Regions from separate parts of the Mus musculus genome. Here region 1 is linked to region 2. The links are chromatin contacts, called in public promoter capture Hi-C maps. All regions are on one chromosome and are shown on one strand. Each heading gives the region's core, a stretch centred on a gene start, on an enhancer-like site or on the middle of the called end of the contact. The rest is flanking DNA. Distances are from core to core; before and after follow the strand shown.

Region 1 (6,144 bases), core at 1,933-4,432, 730 kb after region 2:
AGGGCCTCTTATAGCTAAGGCTGCCCTTCAACTCTTGATCCTCCTGCCTGCACGGGCTCAATGTTGAGATTACAGGTATGTATAGGCTACCATACCCTGCTAGGAAAAAAAAAAGTTTTAACTATGAGTATGGAGAGAGCGAGTTTGCGGGAGACTGAAAAGTTACAGGTAGTTATCAGACTCCTGATGCTGGTGCTGGGAACCAAAACTAGGACCTACTGGAAGAGCAGGAAATGGATCTACTGAGCCATCTGTCCAACCCCCAACCTCCGCCAAGAAATTTTTAATTGAGTAAAAAAAAAGGTTGAAATTCTGTGTGAGGAAATCGCAAAGAGAAGCCATGAAACACTTCACAGGACATCCACTATATGGGCTTTTGTACACTTTAAAATAAAAACTGTCAAAAATGATTATACTCCACATTTTGCACACGAATGTTGCAAAATTTATTGCTTCCAGAGATATCAACGGAGCAATAAATAAGACATTGTATGTTACAGAGGAGAAAATACAAAATAAATGAACAAGATCAACAAGAATATATTAAATATGATGAGATTTCAAGGGTGATGGAAGAGTCCTGCGGTACTGGCAGTAGGGCAACTTGACAAGGAAAATAGGTATCAGATTGCAAACCAGCCTCTGCTACATGAAACCTTTTCAGAAGAGAGAGAGAGAGAGAGAGAGAGAGAGAGAGAGAGAGAGAGAGAGAGAACAAACACAGGAAACCTGAAGAAGGTGGGAGTGCAGTTTAGTACTGAGCATCAAATAGATGTAGATGCTCACGACATCTCAAAATGCCAGGAGTAATAATAGCACATGCTTGTAATTTCATCACTCCAGAGGCCAAGGCTGAGACAGGGGAACTACATGAGTTTGAAAACAGCCTGTTCTAAATAGCTAGTTCCAAGCCAGCTAAAGTTACAGATCAAGACTTCATTAATAAATAAGTATTTGAGAAATAATACCATGCTAAAGATACCTCAAAGAATCTTGTAGTCACTGCTGGGACATACAGCTTTCTACAGCAAGCTCTTATGCAAGGCCTTTTCATAATCCTGTGTTCTACCTAAAAATCCAAGATGTCACAACTTTGTAGATAAGGAAATCAAAATGATTAAGATTTAATTCCCTACTCGTAAAGGCATAAAGCAAAAAATTTATTTTATGAACATTTTATTGTGTTTTATAGATGTATTTATTTTTATATGTATGAGTAAGTTTACATGCATGCATGTGCACCATGCACGTGCCTGGCAGTGGGGGCCTTAGGACGATGAGAAGACAGCATCAGATTCCCCTGTACTGATGTTATAGATGGTTGTGAGCCACTCTGTAGGTGCTGAATAACAATTGCTCCTTACTGCTGAGTCATCTCTCCAGCTCTTGCAACAAAGTAACTTTTACTTTTACTTAAATACATCACAAGACAGGTGTTACACAAGTTTGTGAAGTAAGTTGTTAGTGTCACCAGTAATTTTAAAATTCTACAATTTGGAGGCTGGTGACATGGTTCAGCAGTTAAGCACTTGCATTCCATCATGAGGACCAGAATTTGCATCCCAGTGACCATGGCAGCTAGTTCACAAATGCCTCTCAGTCCAGCTCCAGGGGAGCCAACACACACACACACACACACACACACACTAAAAAAAAAAAAAACCCAAGCAAACAATAGTCTAGTTTTCTCCAGCGTTTGCCATGTCCTTCAGGATCTCTGAAGACAGAGTCAAGATCTCATTAAGCAGCCTTGGCTGTCCTGGAACTCTGCTTGGTGTGTAGACTAGGAATTCACCAAGACCTATCTGCCTCTTCCTCTGAAATGAAAGGCACACTCCTGGTCCTCTGGCAGAAACTCTCAATGTACTCTGTGTGCATGGTGTACATCCTTGTAACTTGAGAACTCAGAAAACATAATTTCAGATATACATTCAGTCAAAACACCTATACATATAAAATAGATTTTATACATATATTTTTTTATTTTCAATTGAAGATTATATTATCTTATACCCAATGTTCCCAAAATTTGACTAGAAAAAATATAGAAATTTTCAGTAATTTCAGCAAAGTGTTATGATACATAATTGACTTACAAAGTTTACCAGTCTTAATACATATGAGTAACAAGCATGCTGAGAAAGAGATCATGGCACGCTCCTCTTCCCAGTCTCTCAAATAAAATAAAATATTTAGAATATACATAACAAAAGAGTTTTAAAAAAAACCCTCTACAATGAAAACTTTAAATGTGTGAAGAAAGAGTTTAAGAAACATACTCGAATTTGAAGACCTCCCAAGTGTATACCTTGGTAGAATTAATATTTTGAAAAAAAGACCTTTCTACCAAAACAACTTACAGATTCAATGAAATCACAATCAACATCCTCATCACATTCTTCACATAAGTAGGAAGAAAATTCTCTATTTGATATGGAACAACAAAAGACCCAGAATAGCCAATTAGTCATAGATAAGTGTTTGTTTCTATGCGTTCTGCCCGTTTTAAGTGCTAAGTGCATCTGTCTATGACCCCAACTTTTATACATCCGTTTCCATTAGGACTGCACTTTCAGTCCAGACATTCCGTCTCTTGATGCTTTTTCTCTAAACTAGGTCACGTTAACACGGACAGTTGGAGTACACCGTAGCATCATCTATACTTTTGTATGTTTTAAAAATATTCCACAATAAAACTCTTAAAAATACCCAGGCAAATTCGGTGTCCAGACTATCTCAGTTTGTAATAGTGGACAGGCAAGAAAGTAAGTCTCAGCTCAAGAAATGCAACCCAGGGAGGGGGTGGGACTCAGGGTGTCCCTCAAGATAGGCAAGCATCCCCTACCCCCATGAGCCACACCCCTCAGCCCTATGCAAGCATTCTGACTTGTTTCAGCTCTTATGTAGATTATAAAGTTATTCTGGGCGACTTTGGCTCCCGTTCAACCACAGAGCCTGAGCTTAGAGCTAAAGTTCTGTCCATCCGGAGGGCACCGGAAGAAAGGTGCAATGAGCAGGCTTGGAGCCCGCGCGAAATCCACCCTTCTGTCCTTGTTAGGTCTTTTCTGCCAGATGAGGAACGTAAAGCCCACCTTCAGGGTAAGGCTGCTAAGTAAGGAGGCGAGTGCGCGCGCGGACGCCTCGCTGACAAGGGACGCGCGGGGCGGTGGGGCGTGGGGACCGCGCACGCGCAGTGGCTCACCGGCCACGCCGCGGCTGTTGTGGGTCGGTGGGCGGGGCGGCTGGCTGGCCGAGCGAGGCGTCGCCACATCGAGGGCCCTTGTGGGGCTCAGCCTTCTTCAGCGCCCGGCGGCAACGGCTGAGCGTGCAAAGCCGCCGTTTGCTTCTCCAGGTCGCTGTCTTCCAGTCTCCGGCCGGTGGACAGCATGGCCCGTGAGTCTGCGGGCGGTTGGAAAGACGCGGAGGCTCGGGGAGGGACGGCGCCGAGCGGCCGGGGGAGGAGCGGGAGCTGGCTGGGAGGAGGAAGAGACGCAAACGCCACCTCGTGCTTGTGGCGGGCGGGACGCGGGCTCCAGGTGGGACAGGTGCCCGCCTCCTAGGTGCGGGTGTGCGTGAGGACCGCGCCCACCGGGAGCGTGGGCGGCTGCCCAGCGGGACCAGTCCGCTGAGACGTAGCGGGCGCCTGAGGTCTGGAAGCCCAGGGTGCCCTCCAGCTCTTTTGTCCTCGAAGGTACCTTTCCTTGAGCTCAGCCTCTGCTGGCTTTAACAGCCAAACTGGATCTTCACACACCTATCAAAGCCAGAACTTATTTTTGAGTGAGGCCTGTGTACACAACCACTGGGATGGAGATGGAGATATATATAATTTAATTTTTGTTTTGGTTTTCGAGAAGGGTTTTGTTGTATACCCCTGGCTGTCCTGGAACTCAGTCTGTAAACCAGACTGACCTCAAATCTCAAATTCAGAGATCTTGCCTGCTTCTGCCTCCCGAGTGCTGGGCGCAAAGGCGGCGTTACTTGACACCTATGCTGTTGTGGTAATATACTTAACTTCTCGAGTGTTTCTTCCTAAGCTACCCCCTGGTCAATCTGGGAATAACTAAAGATACTCTGCTTTCTTGCTGATAAAAATAAAACTTTAAGGCTCCTATAACGAAGGACTCTTTACTATTAAGTATTCATATTGTTGAGGGTGGGAAAAAAGCATGCCTGTTTATCATTGTAGGTGGAAATCAAAGAGAAATTGCCCGACAGAAAAACATGAAAAAGACCCAGGAAATTAGCAAAGGGAAAAGAAAAGAGGACAGCTTGACTGCCTCTCAGAGAAAGCAGAGGTGAGTAGTGCTAATAGAATGTTTAAGTCAGTGGCCGTTTGACTGCGGTATTTTCAGAATGAGTGAAGAACGTGTTTAAACCCTTCCTGGAACTGAGCCTTGCCTACAGTTCAGGGTTAACACTGTGTGTCTGTGTAAGAACACTGAAACCATGCATTGTAGTTATTGTCCTATCCTATGGCTGAAGAATGCCACGCCCTGAAACTATCATGTCTGCAGAAACACTCTTACAGCAACTACAAACTGTGAGAACTTTATTGTAGAAAGTAACAAACATCCTCTATATGTAAACACTGTTGCATGAATGGGATACAATGTTTCCAAAACTGACAGCTTGGCCCAAGCCTCTTAATGAAAGAGATGAGTGTCAAAAATCAATTATGGGCTTCAGGAGTCCATTGGGGATGGAGAAAGTGTTTGGACACCAGATTCTTAGAAGATGTTATGCTACTCAGGCCAGCACAGGCTAAAGAGACCTACAGACAAGACCTTGTCTTTAAAAAGTAGGGACGTAGCTCAGCAATAGAGAACACTTGCCTAACATCTGTAGCACTTCAGATCATTTCCTATGGCAAGTAACTGCCACAGACACACTTTAATGCCCTGGGCAATGCTAATAAGTTGTCATCCTAGGACTCGGGGCAGATGCAAGAGAATCAGGAGTTTGAGGCCAGCCTGCACTACGTGACAAGATACTGTCTCAAAGAAAGATAATCGCTTTGACTTTTTTTTTTTTTTTTTTGGTTTTTTTTTTTCGAGACAGGGTTTCTCTGTATAGCCCTGGAACTCACTCTGTAGACCAGACTGGCCTTGAACTCAGAAATCCACCTGCCTCTGCCTCTGCCTCTGCCTCCCAAGTGCTGGGATCTTAAAGGTGTGTGTGCCACCAGCGCCTGGCATGCTTTAACTTTTTTTTTTAAATTCATTTTGCCTGTGTGTGTGTGTGTGTGAGAGAGAGAGAGAGAGAGAGAGAGAGAGAGAGAGAGAGGAGAGAGAGATGAAGAGAGAGAGAAAGAGAAAGAAAGAGACTGAGACTGTGTATCTGTGTGTTTTCTTGGCCCAAGCAAAATCTTAAAACTCTTAAATGCGGTTGCAGATTATCATGTTCCAAAGGGGAACAGAGAGCTTGGAGGCAGAGTTCAGGGTTACATTACATGCTTTGCACACTGGAGCTGCCAGTTCAATCCCCAGGACCACGCATACACAACAGAAATGTAGTTCCAAGTTATAAGTTCTATCATGACATAGAATAAGAAACCTGGGAGGCTGGGCATATGCATCTCACCCTCTTTACAAGCCCCATGAGGCCAAGCAGGCTGGAGATGTGTCTTAGTGTCATGTACCTCACACGCCTGGGCTCTTGTCTTTACTCCCCTGTGCTGGAAAAGGTTCGAGTTATCCTCAAGTTTACAATATACTTCACGTTCTGGGAATTTAACCTAGGACCTTTTAACCCTATCACTGAATCACACATGTTCTAACGTGAGATTCCATTGTTCATACAGAACTTGGAGCTTAGGGATGCTTCAATGTAGCTTAGCACTGGTCTCAGTCCTTTACGTGGGCATCACCTTGGACTCTGATGACTACTAAAGCCAGCACTCAATTGTTTTCAGATGAGACTTGTCATTGAAGAGAAGAATACGTTAACTGCAGAGAGATCAGAAGTCCAAGGTCATCCTCAGTTCATATCAAGTTCAAGTTTAAGGACAACCGATTTAGTGAGACCTTCTGTGCTTATGGGCGCGTGCTAGGGCTGGAAGTGAAACTTGCCATCTGGTCGAGCCTTTGCCTAACATATATAAGGCTCCGAACTTGGCCCTGCTCTTTCTCTCCTCCCCTACAAAGC
Region 2 (6,091 bases), core at 2,454-4,953:
ACTCTTTTTCTGAGTATTATATTTTCATTCACTTACTTTATTTTTCAAAAGTGAGGTTTTACCTTTGATGGAAATCCAGTTCTTCCTGGATTTGTTGTTGTTGGTTTTGGTGTCTTCTAAGACATCTCTACCAACTGAACACCATAGATAATTTTCTCTGATATTTTACTTGAGAATTTTATAATTTTAGGTTCTAGAGTTATGTTTATAAATAGTTAAGGGCTTTTTGTTTGTTTGTTTGCTTGCTTGCTTTGTTTTTTAAAGTTTTGTTTGTTTTTACACAGGATAGAAGATAAGGCTCAAAGTCTTATTTTTTTCCCCTCCCTCCCTCCCTCCCTCCCTCCCTCCCTCCCTCCCTCCCTCCCTCCCTCCTTCCTTCCTTCCTTTTTTTCATTAAAACACCTAATTTTATCCAGGCCATTTACTGTAAGCACAACACTCTTTTCACATTGCCCTGAACCTCTTGGTAATAATTTTCATATGACTTTTTGTTCTATTGATCTCCGTTTTGCTTTATTTGGTATACAAATATCTTGTCTTGCTGGCTATAGTTTTTAATGTAGTCTTTTCCTTAGATAATATGGATATTCTAATCTGGCTCTGCTTTATCAAAGTTCTTTTAAAAAGTCTAAATAGGTCTTCCCATGCTATGTTTGCCTCATGTGTGCACACATTTACATCTCCATGTGGTTTAAGATGTAGTTTGTGAATGAGTGCTTTGCCTACGAGTATGTATGTGCACCGCGTGCGTGCCTGGTACCCACAGAGGCCACAAAAGTGTATCGGATCCCCTTTTGTTAGTATTAAAGGGAACTGTTCTAAAACAGTCTGGAGTTATTGATGGGTATGAGCTGCCATGTTTGATGCTGTGATCCAAGCCTTCATTTCTGCAAGAGTGGCCAGTGCTCTTAACTGCTGAGTCATCTCTCCAGCCCACACATGCATTCTTTCTTTTTGTTTGTTTGGTTTGTTTGTTGAGAGGGTCTTTAATATATAGCCTTGACTGGCCTGGAGCACTGTCTAGTCCAGGCTGGCACCAAACTTACAGAGATCTGCCTGCGTGTGCCTCCCTAGTGCTGTAATTAAAAGGGTGTGCTACCATGCCTGGTATGCACTCTTAATGTGGAGGAACTAGGAGCAAACAAATCAACAAAATGTATTAAATGTCTAGTATTTATTTGGATAAAAAGAAAAGGGGGTAAATATAGGGACATGGAGATACAGATTAATTGTGTCAATTAGCTGTTCTTTTTCTGTTGAAACAACTGCTCTGACAAGGTTTAAAATGAGAATACATGAGGACAATTACCAACTACTGTGTCCATAAGATGAATCCGATCTGTTTATAAGGGAAGTTCTAAAGCCAATAGGAGATAGAAGAACAGTTTCTTAATTCACTGAAACTGGTGTATTCAAAGGAAAGACATGGTATAATCACTACAAATCAAAAAGACTGCAGATCCGTAAGGATGAATATGTATGTGAAGCTGTTCAGAGTCCAGGCAAACCCACATGTAATAGGTAAGTTCCCTGTGTTTATAACAAGGGTTATGGTGGGGGCTGGAGAGATGGCTCAGCGGGTAAGACCACTGACTGCTCTACCAGAGGTCACATCCCAGCAACCACATCCCAGCTCACAACCATCTGTAATGGGATCTGATGCCCTCTTCCGGTATGTCTGAAGACAGCTACAGTGTATTTATATAATAAATAAATAAGTCTTTTTTCAAAAAACGAACAAGGTTTATGTTTTAAAATATGTTTGAGGTAAAAGGAAAGAGGGATTAATGCTGTTATCCACAAATATGCATAAAAAAAGGTAGGACCTGAGTGGTAAAGTTGAGGTTAGAACTGACTTTGTGGGGCCTGCCATCAGAGAGAGAGGCACCTGTGGAGACCACTGAGGGCTAAGGTTGCTAGACAGAGGGAGAAAGGATTGCAGAAATGGTAAAAAGAATGAGTGCTTGACGTATATTTATATATGCTGTGGGGTAAGTCACAGAATTATTAGGTGACAAGTTATGGTTTGTGTGGCATGTGTGCATGTTCTGTGATACATGTGTGTATATATGTACAGGAGTATGTACATAGGATGCCTTTGAGTGGTAAGAACTGTCATACAAAAGCTGTTAACAGTGCTTTCTTTCAGGAAATACTCCTGGGTAATTTTTCATTGAATTCTGTCTTGGACCTTTTGAATTTTATGTTGTGAGTGTGTATTTCTTAGTCAAGAAGAACTTTTTTAATGACCCACAGGTAATTATCATCAGTAGACTCTTGAGAAATGTGTATTATAACAAGGTATTCATTCCATGAAGATTAGTAACAATTTTTTTTTTTTACTTAAATGGTTAAAAGTAGGAAGGAAATTAATTTTCCCTGCTTGCAGTGATAAAGATCTGACCTGTGGTAATCAGCGGTAGAAATGGAGAGAGAAATGGATTATACACAGGAGGGGAAAATAAATCAACAGAGTTAATGAAGAGTTGAAAGCAAAGAGGGTTGGAGATGAAGCCCTGGCTAATGGGAAAAGGACCGGAACATGGCTGAAGTGCTGCCTTGGAAGCAGTTGTGGGGCGGGGGAGGCTGGACATTCACTTTGTTATGGACACCTCCGTGTTTCTAGGTTGCTGTCCTCTGCCTTCTGACCATACTTAGTCCTTAGAGGAGAGCTGGCTACAGAGCTTTGGAGGGAGCACACTTGCCAAAGCATTGCCATTGGCTCTGCCTGGCATTCTGGCAGCAGCTGGGCACCTGCAGTCTAGGTGGCCTCTGAGGCTTCTCTACTTTAGAATCTGAATTGAAATTGAAGCCACCTCTGTAATGTCTGGGGTGAGCAAGTCAGCTTCTAGAAGCCATGGGTGGAAACCTGACTTGAACCCAGGGCTTAGGGAGCAGGCCAGCATATCTGCCTGTGCGTGGCCGTCAGAGGCCGTCTCGGTGGTAACCAGAACAGAGTTGGGATGAGACCTTAAACTGTGACGGACAGTCAGCCCTAAAGAAAGGCCAACATGTAGAGATCAGCAGCCGTATGACCGCCTTTGTATTGTGGAGGGTGGGTGCTTTCAAGCCTTGATAGCAGAATGGGAGAGGCAGTTTAAGCTCCAGTTTGATGTGTGACTTGGAGCCTGTTAAGCTGACTGTAGATACTGGCTCCCCGGGGGAACACCTGGCTTTCTCATTAAGCCCAAAGCCTCAGACCCTGTGAGCATGAGGGCCTGGTCTGCTTAGCTTCTCAGAAACACTGTACGCTTAAATGGTATTGTCAGCATTTCAGTCAGTTCTGTCATGATTAACAAACAAAAAAGCAGTCCATGTAAGACTAGGTCACAGAAAGACTGGGGCTTCTGATCCGTCGTGGGTTTCAGTCATAAATAGTGTTAGTGATCCCCGCTAACTTTCGTGCACTCTTTATCCTTATGTCTCCTGCCTCTGAAAGGCTCACAAAGCACAGGTTCTCTGAGTTGTTTCCTGCAGTACAGTCCTTTGTCAACAGCTCTTTCTATTGGCTGTTTTCATGACATAGTCAGGAACCTTGAACCAAGCCTGTGGGATGCAGAGACAAACTAAAGCTTCTGCTTATGTGCAGTGTTTGCAGGTGAGTTTGCAGCTTGCTTCTAGGAGCTGCCACAGTGTTAGAGAGCGGAGCAGATGAGCGGAGGTTTAGGGGGAGTTGGTGGGAGGGAGCAGGAGTCGCAGTTGGTTGCATCATGACTTTAAGGCCAAGAGCAAGTCCATCCTTAAGTATTTCCAGATGTTCTGTGTCTAGGGAAGGGATACTTAGAACCTTTGTGGATTCTCTTCACTGATCGTGACTGCTGTGATTTCCATGATAGATTTCCCTTTATGGTTGTTTTAAACAGACAGGGTTTTTTGGAGGCCTGTTCTGTTTCTTTAAATATCAACGTTGGTTTTAAGACAGCATCCTCATTTTCTAGGTGAGTTTGGGACTTAAAGCAGTCTTTCGTAGACCAAGCAGCCAGTGAGGGAAATACTCACCGCTTCATGGTCCATACTTAGGGGCGGGGGCTGGGTGTTGGGTGCCTCCCAGAGGTGATAGATAATCCAGGAGTCTTCATTGCTAAAAGCCTTGGCACAGTTGATAGGAAAGGCGTGGGAAGAATGTTAAAATGAGACTCCGAGGGTCTCATAGGTACAGATCACCCCAGTTCTCAGCTTGCTGAGTTAGTGGTAGGTAGTGAAAGGTATCATGTCTCTCATAACGAACACAGTGTTCTCAGAGCACAGCCACAGTGGCCTCCCGTCCTGAGAGTGTCCTGTGCTTTCTGGTTTGTTTCCTGTCCCCTGTTTTGCCTCATCTATACTTGCCCTGACTTTTAATATAACTTCTGACCCTTCCTTAAAATTATATTTCAGCTACTTACTGACTTGTCAGAAAATGATTTGTCTTTACTTGAGAAGCAGTTTTAAAGGGAGGTTCAGTTGTGGTCTCTGAGGTCAGGGTACCAGGCCTTGAGAGTCAGGTGTGGCATATGCTAACATAGTTAACATATAAATAACATATGTAATACTGTTACACCCTCCACCCCTCCCTCTTTACTAATCGATATTAAATAATCCTCCTGTCTCCGTAGATAGGAGGCTTGGAGGAATTGTTTAAAAGCTGCTGCAGGGTCTCGAGCAGAGGAGGTGAATGGTTGCTGAGATTTAGCTTAGATAGTAGCCAGGCTTCGTCCCTGAAAGACAAGGACTATTTTTCTCTTCACTTTTCTTTAAGGGAAATTGTGTTTTAAATTCAGATTTTGGTTTTTAAACCCATTATTCTCCAGTGATCTTTGCCAGATTTCACTAAGGGTATCAACAGTCCAGGCCTCAGCAGGATTCAGAAATGGGGAGAGACAGGTAGGTGCTTATGAAGGGTGCTCAGTACCCAGAGGCAAAGGATGTCAAATTTGGGGGAAGCGTCCTGATCCTAAAAGACATCAGGTTGCCCTATAAATAGCTACAAGTTGCAAAGCTTTACGGCAACCATAGCAGACCAAAAGGGGGCAGCAGAGAGTCATCTGCATTCTGTCTGCAGGGAAGGGATTCCCGAGTAGAAAAAGCCTGCCCCAACCCAACCTTAGCCCAGTGCTACTGAGTTGGTAACTAAAGCACAGAATAGATAGCGACTAGGGGTTCTGGGCTGCAGACAGTCACACAGCTGAGAGAGAACTTGTATGTCTCTTCTGATGATAGAGCAAGCAGCAGCTCGGCATGGCTGAAGCTGTCGGCTCTTCTCAGCACTCCTCTTTCCCTGATGGAGAAGTTGAGTAACCTGCTTGTGTAGCCCATTGCTACATGGAAGGTTGGGTTGATCTACTGTGGCCTTCAAGGTTAGGATGAAACAGACAACATTTTTCATATTTCAAAAATAGAAAAAGATGATTAAGGCTTTTAACTTTATAAAGGAAAAAAAAAGTCTGTATTTTAATGTTTCCTGGCAATCTTTTTATTATACCTCCATTTATCTGTTTTAAGTGAATCTGTTTAAGTTAATTTAGATTTCACTTATAAAGTTAATCTAATTTTTGCAGAATTATTTGAGGGCCTGAGAAGATAATCCTAAAATCGAGTGAAAGAATAAATGGCCATGAATACTCACGCTGGGTTATGGGGGCAGGCAGGGAGGGGTTGTTTTTGGTTTCTAGTTTATTGGGCCTCTAGTGATTATGGAACAGCTTTGAATTAAGTGACATTTTCTCATTTCTTTTTGTTTTTATACAAGACTTTTCAGCCCAGTAAATTAACCCCCAATTAATGTATGCTTTTGTTTTTAGCATGTATATGTGATTCATATAGAATCACATTAATTATGAGATATAGATTTATACATATATACCTTATATGCATACCTTATATCCCTTATATACTTAATACCTTATATGTGTATATATATATACCTTATATACTTACATACCTATATGCATAAAACATATGTCCCTAGTCTTTTTTCTGCCATTTATTGAACAACCCATGACCCATGTTGTGCTTTGACATAGGAAGTAGTCTACAGTTCTACCTGTATCAGTGCTCAACTTGTATCATGAAGCATGTTTAGCAGCCTCGTTAGTTCTCAGACGTATTTTCC

The links. Promoter capture Hi-C pulls out the DNA fragments that hold promoters and counts their contacts.
Region 1: a promoter capture Hi-C map of the HPC-7 cell line shows a contact between it and region 2. The contact joins the promoter of Serf1 here to the enhancer-like site in region 2. A contact is called at or near these places in 5 of 39 promoter capture datasets (the HPC-7 cell line, cranial neural crest, liver and 1 more), 1 of 484 Hi-C or Micro-C datasets (adipose-derived mesenchymal stem cells), 4 of 115 datasets of contacts at active chromatin or transcription factors (embryonic forebrain, embryonic midbrain, large pre-B cells and 1 more) and 1 of 9 other capture datasets (liver).

Annotation. Positions count from the first base shown.
Region 1 is chr13:100,104,837-100,110,980 of GRCm38.p6, forward strand. Serf1 (small EDRK-rich factor 1) reads left to right here and starts at 3,183. Exons shown (of 3, transcript NM_011353.2): 1 at 3,183-3,393; 2 at 4,187-4,295. The coding sequence starts at 3,387.
Region 2 is chr13:99,370,713-99,376,803 of GRCm38.p6, forward strand. The region is part of intron 4 of Mrps27 (mitochondrial ribosomal protein S27); the gene reads left to right. Among named protein-coding and RNA genes, the nearest start is that of Mrps27, 29 kb to the left of the region's middle. Within about 2 kb of position 3,704, at least 17 of the 459 cell types and tissues checked have an H3K27ac peak or open chromatin away from gene starts, as enhancers often do.